2 separate regions of the Ovis aries genome follow, and region 1 is linked to region 2. Evidence: chromatin contacts called from public Hi-C data. All regions are on one chromosome and are shown on one strand. Each heading gives the region's core, a stretch centred on a gene start, on an enhancer-like site or on the middle of the called end of the contact. The rest is flanking DNA. Distances are from core to core; before and after follow the strand shown. Region 1 overlaps ACOX3 (acyl-CoA oxidase 3, pristanoyl). Region 2 holds the start of HTRA3 (HtrA serine peptidase 3).

What was found. A called contact is a pair of places that touch in the nucleus more often than the background predicts.
Region 1: a contact with region 2 is called in a Hi-C map of hypothalamus, with 3 times the contacts expected there. The contact joins the enhancer-like site here to the promoter of HTRA3 in region 2. A contact is called at or near these places in 6 of 16 Hi-C or Micro-C datasets (hypothalamus, liver, muscle and 2 more).

What each region holds. Positions count from the first base shown.
Region 1 is chr6:115,389,865-115,397,001 of ARS-UI_Ramb_v3.0, reverse strand. ACOX3 (acyl-CoA oxidase 3, pristanoyl) reads left to right here. Exons shown (of 19, transcript XM_027971266.3): 8 at 6,035-6,131. Among named protein-coding and RNA genes, the nearest start is that of ACOX3, 23 kb to the left of the region's middle. Within about 2 kb of position 1,606, at least 14 of the 54 cell types and tissues checked have an H3K27ac peak or open chromatin away from gene starts, as enhancers often do. A contact at or near this core is called in hypothalamus and liver, where this site is marked.
Region 2 is chr6:115,296,383-115,302,802 of ARS-UI_Ramb_v3.0, reverse strand. It overlaps HTRA3 (HtrA serine peptidase 3), which reads right to left and starts at 1,855. Exons shown (of 9, transcript XM_027971265.2): 1 at 1,248-1,855. The coding sequence starts at 1,632.

The DNA of each region.
Region 1 (7,137 bases), core at 357-2,856, 94 kb before region 2:
TGAGACGATTTGGGTTCAGATCCCGGGCCCACCCCTGCCTCTTGGTCTGACCTTCAGCAGCTTTCCCGGCCTGTCCCCTCGCCTGCCTGCTCATCCATGATGTCCTCGTGCTGGGCGCCTCACGTAGCCCTGCCTGGGGCCTGGGCGTGTCTTCCCAGCTGTGTGCCACCCGTCGGTGCCCCCTCACCTGAGCGTTCAGGCAGGACTCACCTGCTGTCTCCCAGCAATTCTGGCTGAGATGCTTTGCATCCCTTCTGTTCTCCTAAGATACTTGCTATGTAGGAAAGCAGAGCTGGGAGGTTCCTTAGTCCTGTATCTCACGCTGCATCTTAGGAAGGTCTGTGTACCTACCGCTTCGCAGGGAGCCAGAAAACAGAGACGCATGCCCGGCCGTAGTTGGAACCCTCTGGTTACGCTGACTCTGGTCGTTTTGAATATAAATCCGAAGCGGGTCTTCTCCGAGACAGAAGCTGGAGCAGGCGGTTGGCCTCCCAGCACTCTGAGGGTCCTTCCTGCCGTCCCTCCCCGTAAGGTGGGGAGCTGGTGACCTGGAGAGAGTCTCAAATCTCTGCTCGGACCCTCGGAACAGGTGAGGCTCCAGCCTGTGCCCAAGAAGGGGAGAGCCATCGATCTGTTTACTCTAGCTAGAGGAGAAGACAGCAGGACGTCGTTAAAAAGCAAAACCAGGCCTGTGCACGCACAAGCCTCCTAACTAATTACCGTCAAGAGCTCTGAGCGCCCCTCTTGCTGGCCTGTGAGAAGACCTGTTAATTACCTGGTGGGGAGGGGGCGTAGCTCCGTCCATCGCGGCTTGGTGCAGGTGCATGGGCCCCTGGTCCTCTGGGCAGTCGGCGGCATCTCGGGGCCCACGAGAGCGGTGGGGCTGGAAGGCCCTGTTGCCTTTTTAGATCTGTGCCCTAGCATGGGGCCCAGAAAGCTTGTGTGTGGTGGCTGTGTCTGCCTGGTCTGTGAGTCCACGTGCAGCCTGGCGGCGGGAGGTGACCCTCCAGCCGTGAACAAGTGCTACCGGGTCACTGCGGTCTGTGGATGTTATCAGGCGGGCTCACAGGCTCCCAGTCCCCATATGTTTTGGTTTTTACAAGTTAGAACCTTTAACCTTGTTTTGGGACATCAGTGAAAATCTCTGCACTTGGTTCCCACCACCCCCCCAAGTCATCTCCTGTTTTAAAGACTGAGTACTGTGTCTTCAACAGCCTTCTCGCACCGACCCCCCGCCCCCCGCCCAGGAGACACAGTCACACCGACATAGCAAAAAAAAAAGTGAAAGTGTAGTTGCTCAGTCATGTCCGACTCTTTGTGACCCCATGGACTGCAGCCCACCAGGCTCCTCTGTCCATGGGATTCTCCAGGCAAGAATACTGAAGTGGGTAGCCATGCCCTCCTCCAGGGCATCTTCCCGACCCAGGGACCAAACCTGTGACTGAACCCTGGCATCCCACACTGCAGGCAGAAGCCTTCCCTCTGGACCACTAAGGCCCTCCTCCAAGTAAATGTGTCATGTGGGAGGAGCGCAGCTCTTAAAAGTCTCAGCCGTGCCAGCCTGGGAACCGCCAGGGGGCAGCATGGTGACCACCCTGAAGCCAGGCCCAGAGTGGCTCCCCGAGACCAGAGGCACCGTTCCGAGGGGAAGCTCGGCAGATGGGACCTGAAGCAGCCTCACTGGGTCCCTGCGTCTTTGAAGGTCCTGTAGCGCCTGGGGCCCCGAGGCCCCCTGCCCCAGGCTGGGGCTGGGATAGGGGCCAGGGGCCTGCCTCGCTGAACATACCACTGTCCCTGCTGGCCGCGGGGCACGTGCCCAGCAGAGGGCGCCCGGGATGGATCTGAGTCCCTGCTTCCCCCACTTGCCGGATGCTTGCAGGGCAGTGTTGTGATGGAGTGACTTTCTGTCCAGAGACCTCTTGTTTTTTTTTTAAAAAAAAAAAAAACAGTAACAGTTTGTAGGTAGATCACAGGAGTGCGTGAGTCTGCAGGAAGGCTGTCTAGAAATCAGCGAAGTGAAAGTTGCTCAGTCGTGTCTGACTCTTTGCAACCTCATGGACTATAGAGTTCATGGCGATTCTCCAGGCCAGAATACTAGAGAGGGTAGCCTTCCCATTCTCCAGGGATCCTCCAACCCAGAGATCAAACCCAGGTCTCCCGCATTGCCCGTGGACTCTTTTTTTTTTTTTTTAATTATTTATTTTAATTGGAGGCTAATTACTTTACAATATTGTGGTTTTTGCCACACACTGACATGAATCAGCCACGGGTGTACATGTGCCCCCCAGCCCGAACCCCCCTCCCACGTTCCTCCCCATCCCATCCCTCTGGGTCGTCCCAGTGCACCGGCTTTGAGTGCCCTGTTTCACGCATTGAACTTGGACTGGCGATCTGTTTCACATATGGTAATATACATGTTTCAATGCTATTCTCTCAAACCATCCCACCCTCCCCTTCTCCCACAGAGTCCAAAAGTCTGTTCTTTACATCTGTGTCTCTTTTGCTGTCTCGCATGTAGGGTCATCATTACCATCTTTCTAAATTCCATATGTATGCGTTAATATACTGTATTGGTGTTTTTCTTTCTGACTTAGTTCACTCTGTATAACAGGCTCCAGTTTCATCCACCTCATTACAACTGACTCAAATGCAGGCGGCTTCTTCACCAGCTGAGCCACCAGGGAAGCCCAAGAATACTGGAGTGGGTAGCCTATCCCTTCACCAGGGGATCTTCCCAACCCAGGAATCAAACCGGGGTCTACTGCATTGCAGGCGAATTCTTTACCAGCTGAGCCACGAGGCAAGCCCGTCTAGAAATCAGAGGCAGGTGTAAATTACGTGGGTTACTTTTAGTCAAATAAATCTGAAAGCAAGATAGTAAGGAGCCCTCGGGTGAGCCGTTAAGCCTCACCTTCAAGATGGGTGGCAGGCATCCTCACACCTGCTCAGTGGCCACTCAGGGAAGCGTCTGGTGGTGGGCAGCGCGCGGGTATGTGCTGAGACCTGCTGGGTATTTTTGGTTCCAGGTGAGGCTGGGATGGCGGTGGTGGGAGGCCTCAAGGAGCAAGGAAATTGTTAGGACCTGACGTGGGGGGCCCAGGAGGGAAGGGGTGCAGGGCGGGGAGCCAGACACACTGCCTGTTCACACCCCCGTGTCACACCCGGTGCCCCCACAATGCACGCAGGCGTACACACACACACCCGTGTCCTCCACAGACCCGGGATTCTGGCCCGCAGGCTGGTGGGCACTGACTGTCTGACTCAGAAAAGAATGCGTGAAATTCTGATTTCGGTTAAACCCCAAGCGGCTACTTTTCCAAGTATAAATACGTTCAGCCTGGTTCCGTCCCCCGTGTGGCAGGGGCGGGGGAAGATTTTCCACTCCTTAAAAAGGGCGCTCGGTGTCTACAGCAGCGGACTTGGAAGAGCATCCCGCGGCTTTCCAGTCATGGGCTGGACCGCTTGGGGGGGCGTCGGCCCTGCGGCCAGGCCTTCTCAGAACGCAGGGGTCTGAGCCCCACAGACCCCTGCTGCGTGGCCGCCTCCAGGCCAGCGCTTTCAGACGCTCAGACCCGGCCTGTGTTTTGTACATGGGAAGGAGACCCCTCGCCTGGATGCTGGTGGAGGCCTCGGGGCCTGACGTGCAGAATCCTAGTCGATTCCGAGGCATCTGTGAGGGGCCTCCAGATGCCCCACCCCTGGGGCTCGACTCCTCCCCAGTGGCATTGGCTGTGTCAGCCCCCGGCCGTCCCCGGACTTGGGGGTCCGTGCAGACTGTACCAGCTCCCAGGGGACGAAGTCTCACTCCTGCTGGCTCATCCACAGCCCTAATTGCTCGGTTCCGGCACGTGGCCCCTCATTATAACAGGATGGCTTAGCTCCCACTGAGAGGCAGGATGGCACAGCGAGCGACCCGGACGGGACCACCGTCTCAGGGTGCTGTGGGACCACCCGGTGCTCGTCACGGGGAGGGGTGGGGAGGCACGGCAGGCCTCAGAGGAGGTGGCAGTGCTCAGAGGAGCCACCTGCCAGTCTGGAGAGGGCCTGGATGGCTTGAAGGTTGCACGCAGATGTAACACGGCGGGGAGCCACGAGGAGCAGGCAGTGGTCCCGTCCGGGGACTTTCCGCATCCTCCTATGGGTTTCGATTCTGTTGGTCTCCAGGATCCAGAGTTCTCGTGCCAGGCGTGACCGTTCTGAGCTGAAGGTTGCAGAGGCCTCTGCCCCAGTGTGCAGGACGGCGGCGAGGCGGGGGGTGGGGGGGCGGTGATGAGGTGGGATTTGGAGAGACCAAGGCAGAGACTATTGAGGAAATCAGAAGAGGCACAGACCGTGAGGACGCTGGGTCAGAGGTGGAGGGGAACATGCTGGCTCTGGACGGTGGTGGGGTGCTCTGCACGTCCTGGGGATCTGGGGAGGGGCTGGGGGTGGGCTCGGGGCGAGGAGCCATCCCCCTTCTCCGAAGGGCGCTGCTCTCCCTCACAGAGCTGCTTCCTGTGGTTCAGTAAGAGAGGTTCCCCGTGGCACTGAAAATGCTTAGAAATCCGATAAGGCACTATGCTTGTGTGCCTTAAGTCGCGTCCACTTTAGTCCCATCCAACTCTTTGTGACCCCATGGACCGCAGCGCGCCAGGCTCCTCTGTCCATGGGATTCTCCAGGCAAGAATACTGAAGTGGGTAGCCATGCCCTCCTCCAGGGGATCTTCCCGACCCAGGGACCAAACCTGTGTCTTTTATGAGTCCCGTATTGGGCTTCCCTTGTGGCTCAGCTGGTAGAGAATCTGCCTGCAATGCGGAAGACCTGGGTTCGATCCCAGGGGTCGGGAAGATCCCCTGGAGAAGGAAATGGCAACCCACTCCGGTATCTTTACCTGGAAAATCCCATGGATGGAGGAGCCTGGTGGGCTGCCGTCTATGGGGTTCACTTTCCACTTCCATGCCTTGGAGAAGGCAATGGCACCCCACTCCAGTACTCTTACCTGGAGAATCCCAGGGACGGGGGAGCCTGGTGGGCTGCCGTCTATGAGGTCGCACAGAGTCGGACACGACTGAAGCGACTCAGCAGCAGCAGCAGCAGCAGCAGCGCCACCTGGGAAGCCCAGGGTGCTCCAGCAACTGTTGACATAGACGGTTTGGCGTTTTTGTTTGGCAGTTTCTGCACACCCGGTACTTTGTACAGCCTTGTCCCCTGAACTACTGCGAGTTAGATTTTCCTTCCTGACAACCACAGAAAACACCTTTCATTACTGACACATGCGCGTGACCCCTGGGGATGTGTGTGCAGGCGTGTTCTCCAGCTGCTCAGGGGAGCCGGCCTCTGCGTCTGGAGCCCCAGTGGGACGGCTCGTGCTCCTGCTTGACTTGTGAGGTCTGAAGCCCAGTTTGCTGGCTCTGCCGCCCCGTGTGGGAGACTCTGGTGCGGGGTCCAAGTGTGAGAGTCAGAGATCCTCATGTTTAGGAAGAAGGTCCTCGTTTCCTGCTGAAGGACCTCATCTGGGCTTGTCCGGCCACGTCGAGGGCGTCCCTTCCCGGCTTAGGAGGAGCCTGTGTGCAGCCCTGAGGCCTGAGCCTGGGGGACAGTGGGGGGCAGCGGTCTCCATCACTACCAACAGATGGCGACCAATTTGTTTCACGCAGAACCCCCTGCTTGCACCACGTCTTCTGTTTAAGCTTTCTCTGGGCAGGCCAGGCTGTGCAGTGGTTAGGACTCCGCGTTCTCACTGCTGAAGGCCTGGTGGGTTCAACCCCTGGTCCAGGAAGTAAGATCCCTCAAGCCATGCAGTGCAGCAAACAACAGCAACAACCGCAAAAAATAAAAACGGAATGAAGGCCGCTCTTACAGACAGAAGGGTGTGCTGAGATGCCCCGTCTCCACTATCTTCTCTCCTGCGTTTGCTCTCGGAGTTTTCCTGTCTCTAGGGGGTTATCTCCCCTTCTGAGCTGACCTCCGCTTTGATTTGACCAGGTTTCGGGAAGGGGAGGTGAGCCCCGGGGCCGCCCCCCCCGTTTAACCAGAAGCCATGTCCCCGCACAGGTTCGCCATGTTCCACAAGGTCAGGATTCCACGCCAGGACCTGCTGAACCGCTCAGGAGACGTCACCCCTGAGGGCGCCTACGTCACGCATGTCAAGGTGCCGGAGCCTCCAGGGTTGGGGGGTGTCTGTGGGTGAGGAAGCCGTCCCCTCCAGGTCCACAGGACATGCACCCCACTATGGGGGGAGGAGAGTCGCCAGGGGAGCCGGAGGCCTGTGCGAAACTCTCCAGGCTCAGGTCCTGGCGCCTCCACCAAGGAAGGGGGTGCCTGCGTCCACCACACCCCTGGGGCCCCAGGCGTGACATCTCTCCCTAGTCCTCACCAGCCCCCTGGGGTTACAGCTGGGGAGGCTACCCCTACCAGCGCTGTTCCCCACAGCGGGGAGAGGAAAGGGTTGCCCACTGGGCCGGGCACCTGTAGGGTGACCGTGTCCTCCGGCGTCTGGGATTGACCTCGCCTGGAAGTTCATTGAGGGTGGACACATAGGGGCCTGGCCCTGGGCCCTTTGCAGGCCTGGCCAGGTCAGGGTGGCTGAGCCCTCCTGGTCCTGAACCAACGGCCGGGATGACCCAGTGCCATGTGTAGGCTGCTTGGAGCTGAGAGCAGGGCTTGAACGAACATAACAAGTACCTTCCGATCAGGAGAGAGGCTGGAGGTGACAGAGGAGGACATTCAGAAAAGGAAACTGATATGAAACCCAGGAGCATGGAGGCAGACGAGAGAGCCCAGCGGAGGGGGTCGATCCAGGGCTGAATATCAGTGAAGCAAGTGTCAGGCAGGGATGGAGAGAGCCCAGAGATGGTTTGTAGAAACAGCGGAGACAGGCCTCTAAATTACGGAAAGAAGACTGTCTCGACTCCGGGGGGCTCACACAGTGGGTCAGGGGCTGTCACCCCAGGCTCACCGTCAAGAAATACCAGAACCTCAGAGACAAGACCCTGAGCCCTCCCCGGGACAGGAGGCAGAGCGGCTCCCGTGGGATCAAAGCCCCTTCGGCTCCGATTTTCCCCACGCAATGCTGCCTGAAAGCAGTCAGGGAGAGGACGCTTCTCACCACGGCCGGAAAGCAACGTACGCCTGCTTTCTCTAAGTGCAGCTAAGCT
Region 2 (6,420 bases), core at 606-3,105:
ACATGCACCCCTGCTCTGGGCTGTGTGTTCTCCCTGACCTGGCTCACCACACACGCTAAGGTCTCCATGTGGCGATTCACACTGCCGTCTCTTCCCAGAAGAGCTGGCCCTTCAGCCCTTCCAGGCTCCCTGGCTCCCAGGTGGCCTTGTGCCCCACGGTGGAGCCCGTCCTGGGGGTCAGCATCTCCCCAGCTATGGGCTGAGGGCACACTCGGAGCCTGATTCCTCTTGGTTGCTGTGAACTCAGCGCAGGGTGCTGTGCTCAGAGCGCCTAAGAACCAACGCGGGAGCCTGCCTTCCCAAGAGATGCCCCAGACAAACATGGGCACAGCAGGGTTTTCTAGCATTTTCTTTCACAGGGTCAGCCTGTGTGGCAAGAAGCCACCTGGAGCCAACCCCAGGTTAGGGGGTCTACTCTAAGGTTGGGCTTCTCCTGCGGCTCAACGGTAAAGAGCTGGTCTGCCAAGGCAAGAGACGAGAGATGTGGCTTCCATCCCTGGGTGGGGAAGACCCCCTAGAGGAGGGCATGGCAACCCACTCCAGAATTCTTGCCTGGAGAATCCCATGGACAGAGGAGCCTGGTGGGCTACAGTCCATGAGGTCACAAAGGCACGACTGAGCGACTTAGCACGCACGCACGCACGCATGCTCCAAGCTTTGATGGGACTGAGAGATTTCTTACCCCACGGCCTGTCCACACAGAGCCCCCTCACACAGTCCAGAGACGCCACACACTGGCTCACCATTCCTAAACGACCTTCCAGAGACGTATTTTAAATGCAGTACAAAAAAAGAAAAAGAAAAAGAAAACACCCTATGTGGCTCAACTGCTGTCTGTCGTACGGATACCCAGACATGGAAGGCCAGGAAAGAGTGCTTTGCATCCAACTCCCAGGCAGGGCAGGGATGTGGGGACCAGGGGAAACGAGACACAAGGTGGGTACATTTTAATGAGGCTGGAGAAATGCTGGGCGGACCAGGCCCACTGAGGTGGTCAGAGCCCTTGGTCTCACCACCGGTGGGCTACTTCTGCGACCTTGGGGACAGCATTTTACCTTTCCCCGTCTTGGTTCCCCGACCTGAAAACCGGAAGCCTGGTTAGAGATCTCTAAAAGAAATCGTCACTTGTTCCCTGGGGAGCGCTCCGCCCTGGCTCTGGGCCCCGTTTCCCAGGAGACGCTTCTTCATCCCCACCCCCCCCAACCCCGCCAGCGATGCTGGCGCTCCCTCCCCGGCCGAGCGCTTACCCGATGGGCAGGCGCCCTTCTGCAGCTGGCGCACGGGCGTCCCAGAGAGCTGCAGCGCGCGGCGGCTGGCCGCCTGCAGCGCGCACACGTTGGCGTAGGTGTGCCCGTCGGTGCCACACACAGCGTGCGCCCAGCGGCAGCGACACAGCCCGCGCACGCACTCCAAGCTCTCCCCGCACGGCGAGTCGACGGCGCGGCCGCACGGCTCGCCCTCGGTGGCGGCGCACACCAGGCAGCAGTTGCAGAGGTCCGGCACGTAGCCGCCAGGGCAACGGGGGCTCGGGCACCGCGACACGTCGCAGCGCGCGGGGCACGACGCGGCTGGGGGCTCCCGGGCCAACGCCAGGGCGGCCAGCGCGGCCAGGAGCAGCGCCCGCGCCTGCATGGCGGACCGGCCGGCGGCGGGCTGCAGCGCGGGAGACCGGCCCGGGGAGGGGGCGCGCACCGAGGCCGCGGCTCCGGGCGCCGACGGAGGGAACGCGGCCACCTGCGCCGGCGGCTCGGGCTCAGGCGGGCGGGCCCCGGGACCGCAGGGACATGCCCGGGGCGCGGGGAACGCGGCGGCGAGGGACTGGAGAGGCGCCCCGTGCCGGCCGGGCCGACGGTCTGCGGGGCGGCCGGCCCTGCCGCGTTTTAAGGCGCCGGCCGCCCGCCCTCGCAGAAAGGGGGTGGCCCGGCCCCTCGCCAGCTCCGCCCCAGCCCAACCGCCGCCCCCCTCCACCCCCGCGCCGGCCTTCCGGGGCCTGGACCCACCCGCGGCCAAAAGCTGGGCCTGCCTGGTCTGGGGAACCGGGTGATAGTTATGCAGCGGCCCGCCCGGCGTGTCAGGGGCCTTGTAGGGGAGGAGCCACCGCGTGCAGGCCGCGGGCACCATCCCGGGAATCTCTGACCCGGCCCGGTTCGTGTCCCAGTTCCAGTGACCTCAGCTACTCCTCCGGGTCCCCCCCTTCAAAGAATGGGCAAGGCCAGACCGTTAGTCCCGGCCCCTCCTCCCCAGCCCGTCTCCTCTCCCTGCCCTGCGGCCCAGCGCCCCCACCCCCACCGCGGGCCTCCTGGGCCTGGGTGCCCTCAGGACTCACAGGCCTGGCCCCCGGCCCACCGGCCGTCGAGGTGGACATCGCCCCCCCTGGGGAGATGCTGGGGACAGACCTCCAGGAAGCACCTCCACCCCACCGACCGCGCGGTCCTTAGAGCTCGGAGGAGTTGCTTCCTCGGGCTCCGCACAAGGTCTGTCTGGTTCCGCCCGAGCTCTCGGTGCCCTGGAACCCTGGCGGGGTCTCCTGACAGCCCTGTGCCTCAGTTTCCCCTCTGGGAAAGGGGAAGGCGTAGGGCTGTGCCGTATATGGGGCGTCTCCTGCGTTGGGGCATGGCATGCAATCAGCCCACAGGGGGCGGATTATTCGGCACACGTTCTCAGAAAAGACGCTCCAGGCTGGGGGCCCTGCCCCGAGGGCCCAGAGCCTGGTGACCGGACTGCCTGCAGTGTGACGAGGGCTGTGGGCGGGTGTGGTCCAAGGAGACAGAGGACAGAACCCTCTTTGGAGGTGAGCTTCAAGAGGGTGTAGGATCTGGATGCTGTAGTGGGCCTGTGGGTTGCTGGTGTCAAGCAGGGAGCTAATTCCCCCCTGGGTGAAGGCTCGGAAGCAAAGCCAGGTCAGAGGGGCGACCTGTCAGGCGGAGAAAGCCTTCGGCTGAAGACCCTGGAGCTGGGGGTCCGCACCTTCTTTGCAAGGCCCTGCGGCCGCCTGCTGAGGTCTAGAGAGCCCTGCTCAGAATGATGGCTTTACATGCATCAAACAAGCTGCACAGCATTACTGGGGGGGGGGGAGCCATGCTGTCATGAACACAGTTGTTAAAGTATGTGGTAAAGAGCCCACCTGCCAACGCAGCAGACTCAAGAGATGCGGGTTTGATCCCTGCATCGGGGAGACCCCCTAGAGGAGGAAATGGCAACTCGCTCCAGTATTCTTGCCTGGAGAATCCCGTGGGCAGAGGAGCCTGGTGGCTACAGGCCATGAGGCCACAAAGAGTCGGACACGACTGAGCGACTCAACAACAGTGGGGAAACTGAAGCCTTAAGTGAAAGGACCCATCCCTCGCTTTCCTTCTCCCATCTGAAACTGGGGTGCAGGCCCCTGGGGTCGCCTTAGTTTTTGCCTAGAAAGGGCAGGCCCCCCGGTCGCAGAAGCTGCCGTGAGCATGGCTGTCTGGAGGCCCCAAGTGCTCTGTTGGTAAAGGGAATCGGGTTCCAGGTGTCCTGGCAGTGCCCAGGAGATGGAGGGAGCAGTGCCCCCTGCTGGTCAGACTCTGTCCTGCCTCCGGGTGCAAACCAGGACACCTTCAGGGCTTCCCTTTGGGCGGCAGGAATCCTTCACCACCACCCCTGCTCCCCGCATCTCAGTCTCCCCCAGAGCCCCGCCCCTCCTGAGGGTCAGTTCTGTTCAGCAGTCGCTCAGTCGTGTCCGACTCTTTGTGACCCCACGGACTGCAGCACACCAGGCTTCCCTGTCCATCACCAACTCCCGGAATTTAATCAAACTCATGTCCATCGAGTCGGTGATGCCATCCAACCATCTCGTCTTTTGTCGTCCCCTTCTCCTCCCGCCTTTAATCTTTCCCAGCATCAGGGTCTTTTCTAACGAGTCAGCTCTTAGAGGCCAAAGTATTGAAGCTTCTTCACCTTCAACATCAGTCCTTCCAATGAACACTCAGGACTGATCTCCTTTAGGATGGACTGGTTGTCCTTGCAGTCCAAGGGACTCTCAAGAGTCTTCTCTAGCACCTCAGTTCAAAAGCATCAATTCTTCAGTGCTCAGCTTTCTTTACGGTCCAACTCTCACATCCATACCTGACTACTGGAAACACCATAGCTTTGACTAGACAAATCTTTGCTGGCAAAGTAATGCCTCTGCTTTTTAATATGCTGTCTAGGTTGGTCATAGCTTTTCTTCCAGGGAGCAAGCGTCTTTTAATTTCACGGTTGCTGAGGGTGGGCATCCTCAAAGCTCTAGGATGCCCCTGGGTGGAGCTTCAGGATGCTGGAGGTTCCTCCTGTTTATTATTCATTTACATTTAACCCCCCAACCCCCACCGCTGCTCTCAGTACTAAAGCCCCTTTACAAACAAGATCAAGATAAAAAGGAAAGAAGAGAAACCAAGTAAAGCCAAAAACAGTGATAGAAAAACAAAAAACCAGGAAGCCAGAGGTAGGGCTGGTCCACAAATTGTTGCCCTGAGATGCTGTTTTTTGGTGCCGTGGTCCCCAACCTATTTGGCACCAGGGACCAGTTTCCTTGAAGACAACTTTTCCACCGACCTGGGATGGAGGGGATGGTTTCGGGATGAGTCAAGTGCGTTACATTTTTTGTGCACTTTAATTTCTATTACATTAGCTCCATCTCAGAACATCAGGCATCGGATCCCGGGGGCTGAGGACCCCTGTTTTAGTGCATGGCTGTAAGTTTGGCTCCCAGCTTCCTAGCAGCTGGGGCAAGGATGGAGATGAGATGCCCGTGTTGCAGAAACAAGCCGTCACTCCAGAGCAGCCTGACTTCTCACTACGGAGAGGAGAGAGCGTCCCCAGGGGAGCCTCAGAAAGGATGCTGTGGTATGTCCAGGCACCCCCATAGCGGGTCCCGCGTGGCTCCCCAGAAAACAGCTCTCAGTGGGAACGAGGGACAAGCAGCCTAGGCATGCTTCAAGAAACGCCATTCGTTAGCAGGTGGGATTCAGACGCCCCGGGCAGGCAGGGGAGCTCTGCAGTAGTGCCTAGGCCTGGCAGAACATCCTGGAAGCTCATTCAGGAGCGAGAGCGTATGATACTGAAAGTGATGAGAACCGGCCTCATGGATTCATAAGCATGTCTTCCCTGCACACGTCCTTGCCCCCATGACACATTAAACCGCAGGGAAAGAGCTCCAGGAACCTTTGTTCAGTGCACGGGCTGGGTCGGCCCATCCAACTAGTGGCCCACAACCCAGTAGGGCAAGAAGGTTCCAGAAGAGGTGGGAGGCCCGAGAGGACTGAAGGCCATCAGAAACAAGTCAGCGAGGGCCCCGACACTCTGCTTCGGGGCCCTCTAACAAAACATAGCCCGGGACCAAGGTAATCTCCCCATAGCCTGGCGCCCAAGGGCCCCAAGGGTTGCCCAGCACGTTCCTGACCACCAGCAGAGCAGCGGCAGGCAGAGGACAGTCCTGCTCCCTGCAGACTCCACCGCCTCTGTGAACTGGGGGAGAAGCGCCCCCCAGGAAACACCCACAAATTCTTGGGCTAAGGGGATGCTTTCTGTGGGGCTCAAGGTCTTGCACCTGCCGGTGGGGCTTCCTGCTACAGAAAGTGATCTTGCTTCAGCTCTCCATCACAATACGGTCACCCTCTGGGTCTGGCTCCCATCTAGACATCAGCCCCTTGCGGACAATGGGGACAGTGTCTTACCTCCCCAGCGCTGGCCAGGCTGGGCGTCGGCCAACGTTACTCCCACTGATAGGAATGGGGTCGGCTCCCTCCAGGGGGGATCCTGAGCTGGGCCAGGGTGTGCGGGCCCCCTGGGGCACCCCCATCCCATGCCTCCATCTCTGCACAGAGTTGGACAGCCAGCGGGGCCTGGGTCCCCAGGCTCTGGGCAGCCTCTGCCCTTTGACCTCAGCTTTGTCTACAGCTTCACTCTGGATGAGGTCATGACTCATGTAACTTTGGGGACCTGAAGGCCATCCCAGCCACACCTCGGCTGCAGTAAGACTCATCAGTGAGTGACTCAGAGGGTGGGCCCTGCACAGGGTTGGGGTGGGGAGGAGGGTCGGGGTGGGTGGGACCCGCTCTGTCTTCAGCCCCCACCCCCTGGGCCCTCCCCACACTTAGAGGAAGTGAGTCCTTCAGAGAGAGAGACTTCTCTCCCCAGCCCTGTGCCCACCCTGGCCCCTGGCCTCAAGGGGAGGAACACGGACAGGCACCGGCCAGCACTCAGGACTGCTCAGGGAAATAGGGGCTACTATGATCCCTGCTTCTTGGGATCCCTGATAGCTCAGTTGGTAAAGAATCCGCCTGCAATGCAGGAGACCCTGGTTTGATTCCTGGGTTGGGAAGATCCCCTGGAGAAGGGATAAGCTACCCACTCCAGTGTTCTTGAGCTTCCCTGGTGGCTCAGCTGGTAAGGAATCCGCCTGCAATGCGG